Linked DNA regions of Mus musculus: all the other regions are linked to region 4. The links are chromatin contacts, called in public Hi-C and promoter capture Hi-C maps. All regions are on one chromosome and are shown on one strand. Each heading gives the region's core, a stretch centred on a gene start, on an enhancer-like site or on the middle of the called end of the contact. The rest is flanking DNA. Distances are from core to core; before and after follow the strand shown. Region 1 holds the start of 4933439C10Rik (RIKEN cDNA 4933439C10 gene). Region 2 has its middle 40 kb from the start of Gm33078. Region 3 holds the start of Igtp (interferon gamma induced GTPase). Region 4 holds the start of Zfp39 (zinc finger protein 39).

Evidence for each region. Promoter capture Hi-C pulls out the DNA fragments that hold promoters and counts their contacts. Hi-C and Micro-C count contacts between places; a contact is called where the count stands out from the background.
Region 1: a contact with region 4 is called in a Hi-C map of B cells, with 5 read pairs. The contact joins the promoter of 4933439C10Rik here to the promoter of Zfp39 in region 4. A contact is called at or near these places in 4 of 39 promoter capture datasets (the 3T3-L1 cell line, cranial neural crest, hippocampal neurons and 1 more), 1 of 484 Hi-C or Micro-C datasets (B cells) and 1 of 115 datasets of contacts at active chromatin or transcription factors (forebrain).
Region 2: a promoter capture Hi-C map of pre-B cells shows a contact between it and region 4, with 4 times the contacts expected there. The contact joins the enhancer-like site here to the promoter of Zfp39 in region 4. A contact is called at or near these places in 3 of 39 promoter capture datasets (the 3T3-L1 cell line, hippocampal neurons and pre-B cells) and 1 of 484 Hi-C or Micro-C datasets (pre-B cells).
Region 3: a contact with region 4 is called in a promoter capture Hi-C map of liver, with 4 times the contacts expected there. The contact joins the promoter of Igtp here to the promoter of Zfp39 in region 4. A contact is called at or near these places in 4 of 39 promoter capture datasets (cranial neural crest, embryonic stem cells, liver and 1 more) and 2 of 115 datasets of contacts at active chromatin or transcription factors (astrocytes and embryonic stem cells).

What each region holds. Positions count from the first base shown.
Region 1 is chr11:59,504,195-59,507,402 of GRCm38.p6, forward strand. It overlaps 4933439C10Rik (RIKEN cDNA 4933439C10 gene), which reads left to right and starts at 1,459. Exons shown (of 5, transcript NR_015585.3): 1 at 1,459-2,692; 2 at 2,997-3,118. It overlaps Zkscan17 (zinc finger with KRAB and SCAN domains 17), which reads right to left and starts at 2,446. Exons shown (of 10, transcript NM_172941.4): 1 at 1,970-2,446; 2 at 1,634-1,768; 3 at 1-60.
Region 2 is chr11:57,950,019-57,953,214 of GRCm38.p6, forward strand. No RefSeq gene overlaps it. Among named protein-coding and RNA genes, the nearest start is that of Gm33078, 40 kb to the left of the region's middle. Within about 2 kb of position 1,698, at least 106 of the 459 cell types and tissues checked have an H3K27ac peak or open chromatin away from gene starts, as enhancers often do. A contact at or near this core is called in pre-B cells, where this site is marked.
Region 3 is chr11:58,198,260-58,201,094 of GRCm38.p6, forward strand. It overlaps Igtp (interferon gamma induced GTPase), which reads left to right and starts at 1,297. Exons shown (of 3, transcript NM_018738.4): 1 at 1,297-1,520.
Region 4 is chr11:58,902,840-58,905,758 of GRCm38.p6, forward strand. It overlaps Zfp39 (zinc finger protein 39), which reads right to left and starts at 1,386. Exons shown (of 5, transcript NM_011758.2): 1 at 1,276-1,386; 2 at 1-68. The coding sequence starts at 1,278. It overlaps Gm12257 (a long non-coding RNA gene), which reads left to right and starts at 1,507. Exons shown (of 4, transcript XR_879896.2): 1 at 1,507-1,676; 2 at 2,450-2,656.

The sequences.
Region 1 (3,208 bases), core at 209-2,708, 600 kb after region 4:
AATCTTGAAGCTTTGGAGTCGAAGTCACCGTCTCTGTTCTTGAGGTCTTCACAAATTGAACTGGAGGAAAAAAAAATATGCAAGGGAAGTTATGCAAGACCACCGTGGAACAATGTCACTCTGCCAGGGACAGAAACTTTCACTCTGTGCTGGCAAGGACAAAAACTCCCAGGTACAGAAGGAACTCAGAGCGTTAAAGTAAGACTTGTATTTAAAACCACCAATGCTAGGCCTGGGGGTACAGCTCAGTGTCAGAGTTGCAGCTAAGACTGTGCCTCTTCCCCATACAGTGCTTTATGACAAGCCTTACACGCACCTGGTCCAACACAGGGGCTGCAGAAGCAGCTGAGTGGTTGGTTGAGAGTACACACTACTTTTCCCTCTGTCCACAAAGTCCTGTAAGTGTTTCCCACACCCTCTTCGAGCCTCCATGGGCACCGCACCCAAGGGCATAGACTCACACAAAGATATCTACACAGGTATACATGTTATTAAAAATTTAAATCTCAAAAAAAATTTTTAAGTTCTTGTTATATAGTTAAGTGTGCAGGTGCGTGCATAAGTGTGTGTGTGTGTGTGTGTGTGAGTAAAAGGGGCTGGAGGGAAGGGAAGGGGGTAGTTATGTAATTATATTTTAGTACCTAAAAATGTGGCTAAAAAAAAAAAAGCTACTAGTGTTCCGTCTGAGCCTATCCCTTGTTTTCTCCAGATTCTCCTTAAGGCAGTGGTACACATAGTGACATTGTGGCCCTTCCTGGTCATGAGAGAGGAGGCAGTCACCGCCAGGCTTTCAGCCCGACTATCACATACACAATCCAGCAAACACACCAGGGGCACAGTATATCACGGTCTCTCCACTTGACCCACACTTTGGAACACTCGGAGAAAAGGTAAACGGAGTCACCGAGTTGGGCTCTCGGGATTCCGGAAAAGCCCAGGCAGGGCCGCTCACTGCCTGGCCCTTTACACCCTCACCTGGAAGAGACTCCCAGCGGGGCAGCACCACTTTGCTGGAAGACAAGCGATACCAGAAAGCCACCAAGCAACCGAATAACAACCTGGAACCTCAACTTTTCTGTATTCCTCTGATTGCCGAAGTAAAGGCAGACACCCGACGCGAGCTTCTGAAAGCAACAGGCTGTGAACCTCGACTACTCTCACGTCTTACTCCCGTATTAAGAACCCAATCCGGGCCCCGCCCGCTCTCTCCTGCTTCCTCCGCCCACTGTCTCCCACCTGCTGGGCCCTGAATGGCTCAGGTCTACACTTAGGATAGTGTGTCCAGGGTCCCACCCTCAGCACCCGGTTCTGCTGGGGGACTGCTCTCAAAGAGCCCTAGGCCAGACAAGCGTGTGCCTCTTTGTCACTCTGGCACCTGGCGCGCAGGAGCCTCGGGAGCGGAAGCTTTATGAATGAACTACCGTTAGGGAGGGGAGGGCTCCCGCAGGGGCGGGGCTTGCCCAAAGCAGTTATTGAAGGCGCAGGATCCCAGGGAAGGAATGAAGAGCAGGAGGAGGAGGAAGAGGAGGGTGTTTTAGGCCAGGAGAACTATGGGGTTTCTGTCGCTTCCACTCTTTCAGATTTGCTGGCTCTTTCCTTCGAAGCCCGGGACAGCAGGCGAGCAGATCCTCACCTTCCAGCTCGGTCTCTCTGGTGTTTTGGCAGAGGCGGCTCCAATGCATGGGCCAGACTCGGTCCCTGGCCAGGCCAACCCTGTCTCGGGATCCTCTAGAATGCATCAGCTGGGCTTGGGAGCGAAGGGAGACGCCTGGAAGAGAATTGTATTGCTTCATCCCCGAGGGCACCTATGAGGACGCGGCTCTGGGAGCAGGGATCTGGGCCCGGACGCGGGAAGAGGAGAACAGGGAGCAGGACCCAGGCGCGGGCTGGGGATCAGAGCGCGGGAAGTGGGGAGCGGGTTCCGGGTTCAGACAGCGGGGCATGGGAAGCCGGGCCACAGTATACTCACCGCTGCGCAGCGTCCCGGTTGGCGGGCCGCGTAGGCCGGGCCGCCGCGGAAAGGAAAGGCCGGAGCCCTCCGGCTCCCTCCCCTGGGACACTTCCTGCACCGCTCTAGGACCGAGGAGGTCTCCTCATCTCAGTGGTTCGCTTCCCCGCCTCCTGGCCGAGGTGTACGCGGGGGGGTGACATCCGACACCCCCGGCCCGCCTGGACCGCCCCGCCCCGCCCCGCTCCGTGCTCTCCCGGCCTGGGCCCGGGGCCCGGGCTTTAGCTTTGTGGGCCTTCCTAGCGGGCTCGGGATGCGCGCGCGCGCCCCGGCGGGACCCGGGCGCTGGGGGCCAGTTCGCGCGGCCACCAGCCAGGGAGGCCGGCTTGGGGCTTTGCTCTTCTCTGCTCCTCTTGTGTGGGCGCAGGGAAGGGCTGGTCTGGCGGCGCTGGCGAAATGCCAGAATTGGGAGGAGGAGGGATGAGGTGTAAGGGGATCTCCCAGTGACCATTTGCATCCCGTGTGTGCTGTTGTGCCCCAATCCCTTCCAGCCGCAATTCCATTTCAAAGCCAACGCTGCCAGAGCCACCCAAATCGGTAGGACTGGAGAAATGCAGACCCAGCGATCCACGGTGCTCGCCGAAGCAGCGGCCCGCGGCTTCGTGGCATGGAGATGATCTACGATTTCTCTGTTTAAGGAAGACTGTAGCACTCTGGGTCCCTCTGAGCACCAGGATAGTCCTGGTGAGTACGGAGAGAGAAGGTTGCCAATCCTGAGAGTATGAGTTGGGGAGCTTGTCGCTGGCTTAATGCATAAACACAGGACAGAGTGACTTAAGTCACGGAGAGTGAGAGGTGACCAAGAACTAGGGCATTGGAACCTATTCCTGCCTCATCTACCCTGTGTTGAGTAGAGTCCAAATCCTCCCTCAGTTCCCTCGGGCTGGACAATGGAGCCGGACTGTCAAAGGGAGGAAGCAAAGAAAAATCTGCCTAGAAGTGAGCTACTGTGCTGATTTTTTTTCCCCTTTCTGGTTCTCTTTCGAAGGTACATGGTAGGAAGTCACCCTTAAAGAAGGTGGTTTGATAGAGACACCCCACCACCGGCAGACTTCGTGCTTCCGTTTCCTTCTAATAATTGGGACTGGGACAATCTCTTCCGACTAGTAGGTATGGAGTTAAGGGTCGAGGTTTTGGGACATTAGGAGGTGAGTCAAGTGGATGATTGTTCCCCAAGTGCAGAAGAACGCTGAGCAAGCA
Region 2 (3,196 bases), core at 448-2,947, 950 kb before region 4:
TTTTTAATTTCTCATTTATATATTTTTAAAGAAAACTTGGAGTTTATTAAAATATTTACAAATTTTAGATTCTTATTACAGGTGTAAGCCGGTAGTTTATTTCTTTTTTAGTTGTTGTCAACTTGACACACGTTAGAATCATGTGGGAGGAGAAGTGAGAGACTGCTTCTGTAAGATTGGCTTCTAGACAAGTCCGTCTGCCATTTTCTTACTTAATGATTGATGTGGGAGGGCCCCACCCACTGTGCTAATGCCAACCCTGGGCAGCTGTTCCTGGGTCATATAAGAAAGCAGGCTTAGCAAGCCATGGGTGAGCAAGCCGGTAAGCAGCATTTCTCCATGACTTCTGCATCAGCTCCTGCCTCCAGGTTCCTGTCCTGAGTTCCTGCCCTGGCTTCCCTCAGTGGTAAAGAGTGACCTAAGAGTTGGAAGCTGAAATAAATCTTTCCTCCTTAAGTTGTGGTTTTATCACAGCATCAGAAGCCTAACTAAGGGGTGGGAGCTAAGAAGAGAGTATAAATACATAGTGCTGGAGTGTAAGTGTGAGAGAAGAGTCAGAAGTGGGCAGTGGTGGCACATGACTTTTATCCTAGCACTCAGGAAGCAGAGGCAGAAGGATCGCTTTATCCCTATAAGTTCTAGACTGGTCTGGTCTACGTAGCGGGCTGGAGGACAGCCAGGACTAGATAGAGTTCAGTTCTCTAAGCAGGGCAGCTCACAACCTGTAACCCCAAGGGATCTGACAGTCTCTTCTGGCCTCCTCAGTATGTGGCAGACACACACACACACACACACACACACACACACTCAGAGAGACAGACAGAGACAGACAGAGACAGAGAGACAGAGAGAGAGAGACAGAGTTAGAGAGAGAGAGTTAGAGTTAGTTCTGGGACAATTAGGGCTGCCAAGTGAGACCCTGTCTCAATGAAACAAAAACAGCCAGGCAGTGGTGGCACACACCTTTAATCCCAGCACTTGGGAGGCAGAGGCAGGTGTATTTCTGAGTTCGAGGCCAGCCTGGTCTACAGAGTGAGTTCCAGGACAGTCACCAGGACTACACAGAGAAACCCTGTCTCAAAAAAAAAAAAAACCCAAAAAGCAAAAACAAAAAACCAAAAGGCCATCTTGGCAAGCCTTGAAATATGTGCTTTATCATATATGACCAGTAGGTGGCGGCAAAGACAAGCAGATGAGCCAGCCTTTTTGACACCTAAATTTGTTTTTGCTTAGGTGAAAATTTATTCTTGCATTGTTTCCCTAAGCATTTATGCGACTAAACGTTAGGAAGCAGACAAGTGACAATAAACAATTATGTGTGTTCTCATCTCCTCTCTCCAAGTGTCATTGCTAGTTTATAAAGGAGGACACCAAGACTAGAAGTTGTCACTGCCTAAAGTCACAGCTTTAAAGTGTAATAGATGAGTTAAACATTTGGTGTGACCGGACAGAGTCTCCCAGTGTGGCCCATACTGGCCTCTAACCTGTGGCAAGCCTCCTACCTTTCCTGTGCTGGGTTTACAGCCTTGCTTCAACGCACCCCACAGAAATCTTGTGTTTGGCTTTCGCTCCTGGCTGGAGGAGAAAGCTGAGCAAGCGACAGGTTAAGTCAGGGGAGCAGGCTTCAGACTCCCTAGACTGCAACTTCTGTGGAGTGCACGGTGTGAAGCCTGTGGCAAGACATGATGTGAACTTCCTGCCACGAAGCAAGGCAGAGAGAAACCACTCGCCATTGGGGACTCCGGCTGTGTCATCTCCAGAACCAAGACTCCGACTTTAAAAGCTATCTTTGAAAGGTGTAAGAAAAGGAAGTGTAAAAAGAGGAAATAAAAAATGAAATTGAGATGGAAGTAGGGTAGGGGCGTGGCAGTGAAACAGGCCAGTAATGGCAATTCTCTGGAGGGAGTGTGTACGAATGTGGAGTTCAGCGTCACTCTTGGTAAAATGGGGAAGGGTCAGCAGCTTGAGATACACGAGACCCGTATAGAGACGTGCGGAAGGGGCCAGAGAAATAGCTCCGAGGCTACAAGAGGACCCTGGGAAAGCATAAGAAGGTGAATTCAGTTCCTGGCACCCACAGGGCTGCTCACTACCAACCGTATCTCCAGTTCCAGGGCACCGGGCACAGTCACAGTGCACATGCATACACGCAGATAAACAGCCATGCACATAAAAGACTACATAAATCTTAACAAAAATTTTAAAAGGTAGGCAATAAGAAAAAGCAACTTGCAGGGTAGGTGGCGCACACCTTTAAACTAAGCACTTGGGAGGCAGAAGCAGGCAGATTTCTGAGTTCAGGGCCAGCCTGGTCTACAGAGTGAGTTCCAGGACAGCCAGGGCTACACAGAGAAACCCTGTCTCAATAAAAAAAGAAGAAAAAAAATCTGAAAAGAAAATGGTAAGTAAGATCATTGAGATTAAAGAAGAGAATAAACAAGGGCTAGGACTGCAAGCATGAGCGGCTTCCACCTGGCTGGAGCTGTCAATCAAATGAAGCTTGGCTGCACCTCTGCAAGTGAGCACTCAAAGCCAAGCAGAGAAAGGAGGACTCGTGCTGCCCTGCCTCCTGTTGGGGTATACATGCTGAGCAGGTCTCCATGTTGGAGGTCCTGGTGTGCAGGCCCCATGACCACAGCCAGAGCAGATGCCCTCCCCCCAAGTTGCTTTAGGCTTTCACCAACGTGTGAGAAGTATAGATGTTTTGAGAAAAAGCTGGTAGGGGAGGATAGGTGGAGCCCAACAGGAGAGCGTGTGAAGTCTCCTTGTACAAGAGTGGGGGATTTCCAGACCAGAAGCTATTCCTAGAAATGAGGCCACCACACACCTGACACTGAGTGATGTCAGAGCTCCCAGCGGCACCCACTCAGGCATGAGCTATGCTTTCCCATTCTACAGATAAGGAAACTGGAGACCAGAGAGGTAATTACCAATGTGTAGGAAGTGGCAGATGGGTGTGGTGGCTCAAGCCTGTCACACCAGCACTTGGAGGATGGAGCCTACATAGTATGTTCCAGGCTAGCTAGGTCTACATAGCAAGACCCTCTCTTACAAAAACAATGGCTGGAGATATAGCTCAATTGACAGCGTGCCTGCCTAGCATCTAGAAGGCCCTGGGTTCTATTCCAGCATCACATAACATGAACGAGGTATGGTAGCCTGCACCTATAATCCCCAGCACTCCAGAGGCAGAAGC
Region 3 (2,835 bases), core at 47-2,546, 700 kb before region 4:
AGGTCCCTGTGTGTGCACTGTAAGCACCTTACTGACTTCATCTCCCCAGCCTGTCAATCATCTATTGACCAAGTTCATCGATCAGGAACACTCCTGTGCAAGGGCATCTTGCAGAGTGCTGCCTGCTGTCATTTTCTGAGCGAGAGAAGTCACAGGTGGCAGAGACACTTAAAAATGAGATGACTTAGCAGGTAAAAGCACTGACTGCTCTTCCGAAGGTCCTGAATTCAAATCCCAGCAACCACATGGTGGCTCACAACCATCTGTATTAAGATCTGATGCCCAGGCCGGGAGAGGTGGCCACGCCTTTAATCCCAGCACTTGGGAGGCAGAGGCAGGCGAATTTCTGAGCTCAAGGCCAGCCTGGTCTACAGAGTGAGTTCCAAGACAGTCAGAGCTATACAGAGAAATGTCCTGTAACTCCGGTTGCACGGGTTCCAACTCTCTGCTCCGACCTCCGAGGCTCATGCACATGCACACCTATTGAAGGGAGGGATGGGGGAGGGAGGGAGTCAGGATGTTAGGGACAGTGAGTGAAAATGAAAGACCAGGTCAGTAAATGGCCTGGGGTGGGGGGAGCCCTGGGGGCATGGACTGTGCAAATGAGCACACACTTCCCATCAGCCACTTACCCTGCTAAGCAATTACACAGGGAAACTAGCCCATTCCCCTCTACCTGGGCACTCAGTGGTCCAGGGCATCACTGTACACAAAAAAAAAAGGAGAGGGGGAGGGGGAGAGGGGGGAGGGGGAGGGGGGAGGGGGAGGGGGGGAGAGTGTTTATTTTTATTTTTTGGTTTTTGTTTTGCTTTGTTTTAAATATTTTTCCTGAACTCAAGAGAAACCGGTGGGCAGAAGGAGACCACTTAAAGGTGGCATATTCTGCCGCATACTTTGATCCTGGGGAGACGACAGAATTGGAACAGGGCAGAGTAGGTGGAATTTCTGCCCCTGAGCTGAGTGGGCGGGAAGGAGCGAGTAGACAATGAGAAGCGACAGAAGCCCCAAGGAGCAGCAATGAAGGGCGAGTAGTTCTCCAAGGACCAAGTTCGCTGGGTCTCAACATGGTGCCATCATTAAGAGGGGCTCCGGAAAGGAGGTAGCAGGGTCAGACAAGGCAGCTCTGACCGAAGTCTGAATGGCAGGCTTCACGGGCAGACTTCTGACCTCTATACCTGGAATCTGGCCCAGTTACCCCTCTCTTTGAAGAAGAACGTGGCCTCTGAGTGCTAACTCCCGAAAACTAGCCATTTCTAGGAACTGAAACTGAAAGCTGTTCGGGCATCAGGCCCCGCCCCTTGGGGAGGAGGCAGGCAGGGCTCACGCCTAGAAGTTGGGGACTTACATCTGGGCCAACATAGATAGAGCAGGGTCTGAGAGGAAACCTAGGAGCTCAGGCTGCCCTTCAGCTGCTCCTGCCTCTTCTAATCGCTCTTCCCCACAGGACCCTGCCCCACCACACTTCTCTCTCTCCTGACCGTCCTGAGCCTGGATTGCAGCTTTGTAAGGCTTCTGAGCAGGTAGGTGAGGGGCTCCTGCTTGGCCTATAAACCTGCTCAGGGCAGGGGAGTCTGGGGTCAGGTGTTCCTCTGGGGCACCCTGTGCAGCAGGCACCCTCCTGCACTGTCTTCAGGATCGGAGTGCATGGTGTCTGGCTGAATCAAGTCCTTCCAATTCACCAGAGAGAAGCAGTGTGCTTCTTTTTTTACCTGGGTATCCCTGGGTTTGTGGGTCTTCTGAGGGAGCCTAGTTAAGAGAAAACAGGTGGGATTTTACTCAAATTCTCTTGGCCACTACTTCGATGACCCCTCAGGGGCCAGAGTCCAGGATCAGAACAGCCCACAGGTAATATTGGAACATTCTGGAATTGTGTAATGTGCATCTGTTCTCCATGTGCGACACGCAGGGGCTAGAACTCTGGCTTGGAAGGCTGGGTTCATAAGGAAACTTTTTGTCTAACTCTGTTGGGCATTATCTATCTGCCTTGGAGACGCTGGTTCTTCATCTGCCAGCATTTAATTTAATCTTTTGGAAGAGAGTATAACAAAATGCAACCCGACGGAACATAGTAACATAGGCAACCAATGGGCTGCCACTTCCACTGTGTATGTGACCTTTTTTGTGCAGGTGTGTGTGAGACTATTGCATTTGTGTGTGGGCCCGAGTGTCTGCTTGCCAGTGTGTATGTGTGTATAATCCAGAGGCTGACATTAGGGTGTCTTCCTCAGTCACTCTCCAATTTATTTCATTTTATTGAAATAGAATCTCTCAGTGAACCTCTTGGCTAGACTGACTGGCTGGCCAGCAAGCCCTCTGGGATCCTCCTCTGGACCTCCACCTCTCCAGCTAGGGTATTTTAGGCATGAGTATTGAAACTGGCTTTTATGTGGATGCCAGGGGTTCAAACTCCTGCTTGTGAGGCCAGTGCTTTCTTCATTGAGGCATCTCTTTCCCCCCCTTTCCCCAGAGTATTTAGAGAGATCTGGATCTTTATGGAGAATTGTAGTCAGCTTTAGATCAACCAGAAGCGTGACCAGGAACTGCTTTGTATAATTCAAGATGTCTTTCTTCTCTCCTTTCTTCCTTTCTTTTCTTTTTTCTTTCCTTGTCTTTCTTTTTGTTGGTTTTTTTTTTTTCTTGAACAGTCCACGGGGGCTTTTTATTTATGTTTTACACCTCTATAAAAAGGTGGCACACGCCTTTAATTCCAGCACTTGGGAGGCAGAGGCAGGCGGATTTCTGAGTTCGAGGACAGCCAGGGCTACACAGAGAAACCCTGTCTCGAAAAACCAAAAAAAAAAAAAAAAAAAAAAAAGAATCCCGGGATTTCCCCCC
Region 4 (2,919 bases), core at 136-2,635:
CTAGTTTCAAGACATCGACTGGGGAGTTGACTCAAGGAGTTCTCCACACTGTCAGGCTGCAAGTTCCTCTATAAAGCAATGTTGGAGATGCCATGTGAGTGACTTAGAGCCACCTCTGTGCCGGACACACTGCAACCACACATGAACTAAAGCAAAATTCAAAGGAACAACACCCCACTCTCGTCTCCAGCAAAGGAGTCACTGTCATCTTGTGCTCTTGGCAAATGCAGTGCCCCCAGTACACAATTCAAACTTTCTGCTGTCATAAAAGTAAATGCTGGAAAATGCTTCAAAACAATTGTTAGACAATATCACAACACACCAAGTACTGACACAAGCTTTGCTATACCATTTACAGTATTTATAAAAACTTAAGTTTCTTCCTTCCACATGACATAGTATTAGAAAGACACTTCCAAGAGTATCAACTTGAAACTTATAGATTCCGTGGTATATAATGTAAATTATAGCTACAGACCAGTCAAAGAGGCAGGAATTCTGACTTGTTCTACTAACTGTTTTGAGTTCTATTTGAGATTTTACGATGTTAGGGGAAATGGGGATTTTAAATGGAGTTTGAAATTTTTCTGTGCCCCATTGTAAAGAAGGGCACAGATTCTTTTGATACCCACAGCCACACTTAGGACTAACTTCCTACAACTCTGCCCCACCAGTAATGCAGGGGTTAATCTACTCATGAGGCCAGAGTCATTGGAATGTCACCTTTGGAACGGCCCTCACACAGCCAAGAGTGTGTTTTTAATGTAGGCAGCAGTCAATCCCATCGAGCTGACAGTTGGTTACCAAGTACATACACTTCACAAATAGGTGTCTCCAGAGCCATAGGGAGCAGATACATCATTACGGCAAAGGACGTGAATCCAGTGTGGAAGAGAGAGACGCTGCACGTGCTCTCTCACTACACTCTCCACACAAGCCAGTACAGTAAGAGCCTTGCTGATAATGCGGAGGCCAGGAGATGCCCCAGCCCAGGCTCACGCCACACCTCAGGCTGCTCCAGCATCCAGGGCTGTCACTGCTTGACAGTGAGACACCGGACACAGCAGCTGTGGCACCGGAGTCTGGACCAAGAGAAGAGTGCGGCTGAGGACAAGTGTCCCTGCAGAGTCAGGGAGTGTGGCGGCTCAGCCACGTCAAGACCTAGGGAGACAGCCTGTGGGCTCAGCCCTGCATAGGCCTCGCAGAGCCGAACCGCCTGCACAGGGCAAAGCGGAGGAAACCGGAACCCTGCCGGTTCCTGCGGGCAGCACTCACCATGGCGCCCCCGTCCGCCTCCGGCAGCTGACTGGCCTGAGGCACCCGGACACCCCAGCTCAACTGACCGATCAAATGTAAAGATGGCGCGAGACAAAGCCCCCGCGAACTAGCGAACCCGCCAAGGCCCGCCCCTGTGCCCGGGCTGCGCTCCTGATTGGACCGCCCCTCAGTCCCCGCCCCATCATCGTGCCTTGATTGGCCACAGATAGCACCAATCGATGACTTGAGAAAGGCAGACTACCCCAAAAAGTGGCTGCTGCGAAATATTTTCAGTTTTGTTTTGTATTTTGTTTTTCAAGACAAACCCACGCTGGCCTCGAACTCATGGCAGTCCCTCTGCCTGGGCTCCAAAGCGCTGAGATTACATGAGTTGACCGCTATGCTCCCCTTGTCCGAAGGTAAAGCTCACTCCAGGTGGATGACGAGATTAGCATTTAGTTCATTATGTGAATTATGTCATGTGAATTATGAACTGTACATAGGAATATATTATTCACAAATGTAAAGAAAACGATGACAATTATTTTTAAATTTCAAATAACGTTTTCTTGTGTATGTATGTGTGTGTGTGTGTGTGTGTGTGTGTGTGTGTGTTTTGTCTTTGATCTTTGGCCCCAGAACTTTTGAATAGAGAAGCTGACAGAAATCAAATAGAAACTATCTGTTAACGAGAATGTCAAGTACAAATAAAATGTGACACACATTGTCATTTAAATTTTCCTGGAATTCACATTGAAAAATTAATCTGACTGTATTAATAGGAAATATAAGCCCCTCAAAGAGCACCCAGTGGCCAGGCCCTGCCCCTGAGGCCCTCCAACCACTAGGCTCCACCTACAAAACGTTCTATAGGCCAAAACTGCAGGTTAAGCTCCGCCCCATAAGAAAAAAAAAAAAAACCCTTAAGCTCAGAACTTCAAATCTCACCAACCCCTGAGCTTGCCCCAAGATCCGGACTTCAAATCCCACCAATCCTCATCCTGGAAAGCTCTGTGCCCGCCCCCTTCCCCAAGAAACCCCTTAAAAAGTCCACCTCCAGCTCCGTTGCTCCTTGCTACTTCTTTCCAGAGCAGAGGCAGCTACCTACTTGTGTTTTGTCCGAATAAATCTCTTGTTGTGAGGTTTGTTGTGTGGTGTGACTTTGTGCTGTTCTTTGGCTCCCATCTGCCAGGACACTTTTCCCCTCGGAACTGTAACATTTATGGTGTCCTGACCTGAAGAGGCTCCTCCTCCTGTCTGTGCACCCCCTTGGGGTCTGAGCCATATTGGGACCCATCCTTCACCTCCAGTCCATCTGCAGCAGACTGGCGTTCTGACTCACGGATAGCTCAGCGCCTCCCCTCTCAGCCCCCCAGGCCCCATCCACCAGCGGCATTAGGTAAATTTCCCATTCGGTCAGTTCAAACACTTCCCTGAGTCTGCGGAAGTGGCTATTGAGTTATTTGGCGCCCCTCTGGTACTCTTGGAGGCAGAGGTACCCCCCCACACCCCCAGCCACGGTCTTTGAGGCTACGGCTGGCTCTCTTCACCTGCCCCCTCCTCCTGAGAGCTACAATCTTGCAGTGTTTAGGCCCACAGGAGCTATTGGGCCCCTTCCTGTCTTCTTTCCCTACCTTTCCTTCAGAGCTGATCATAAATACA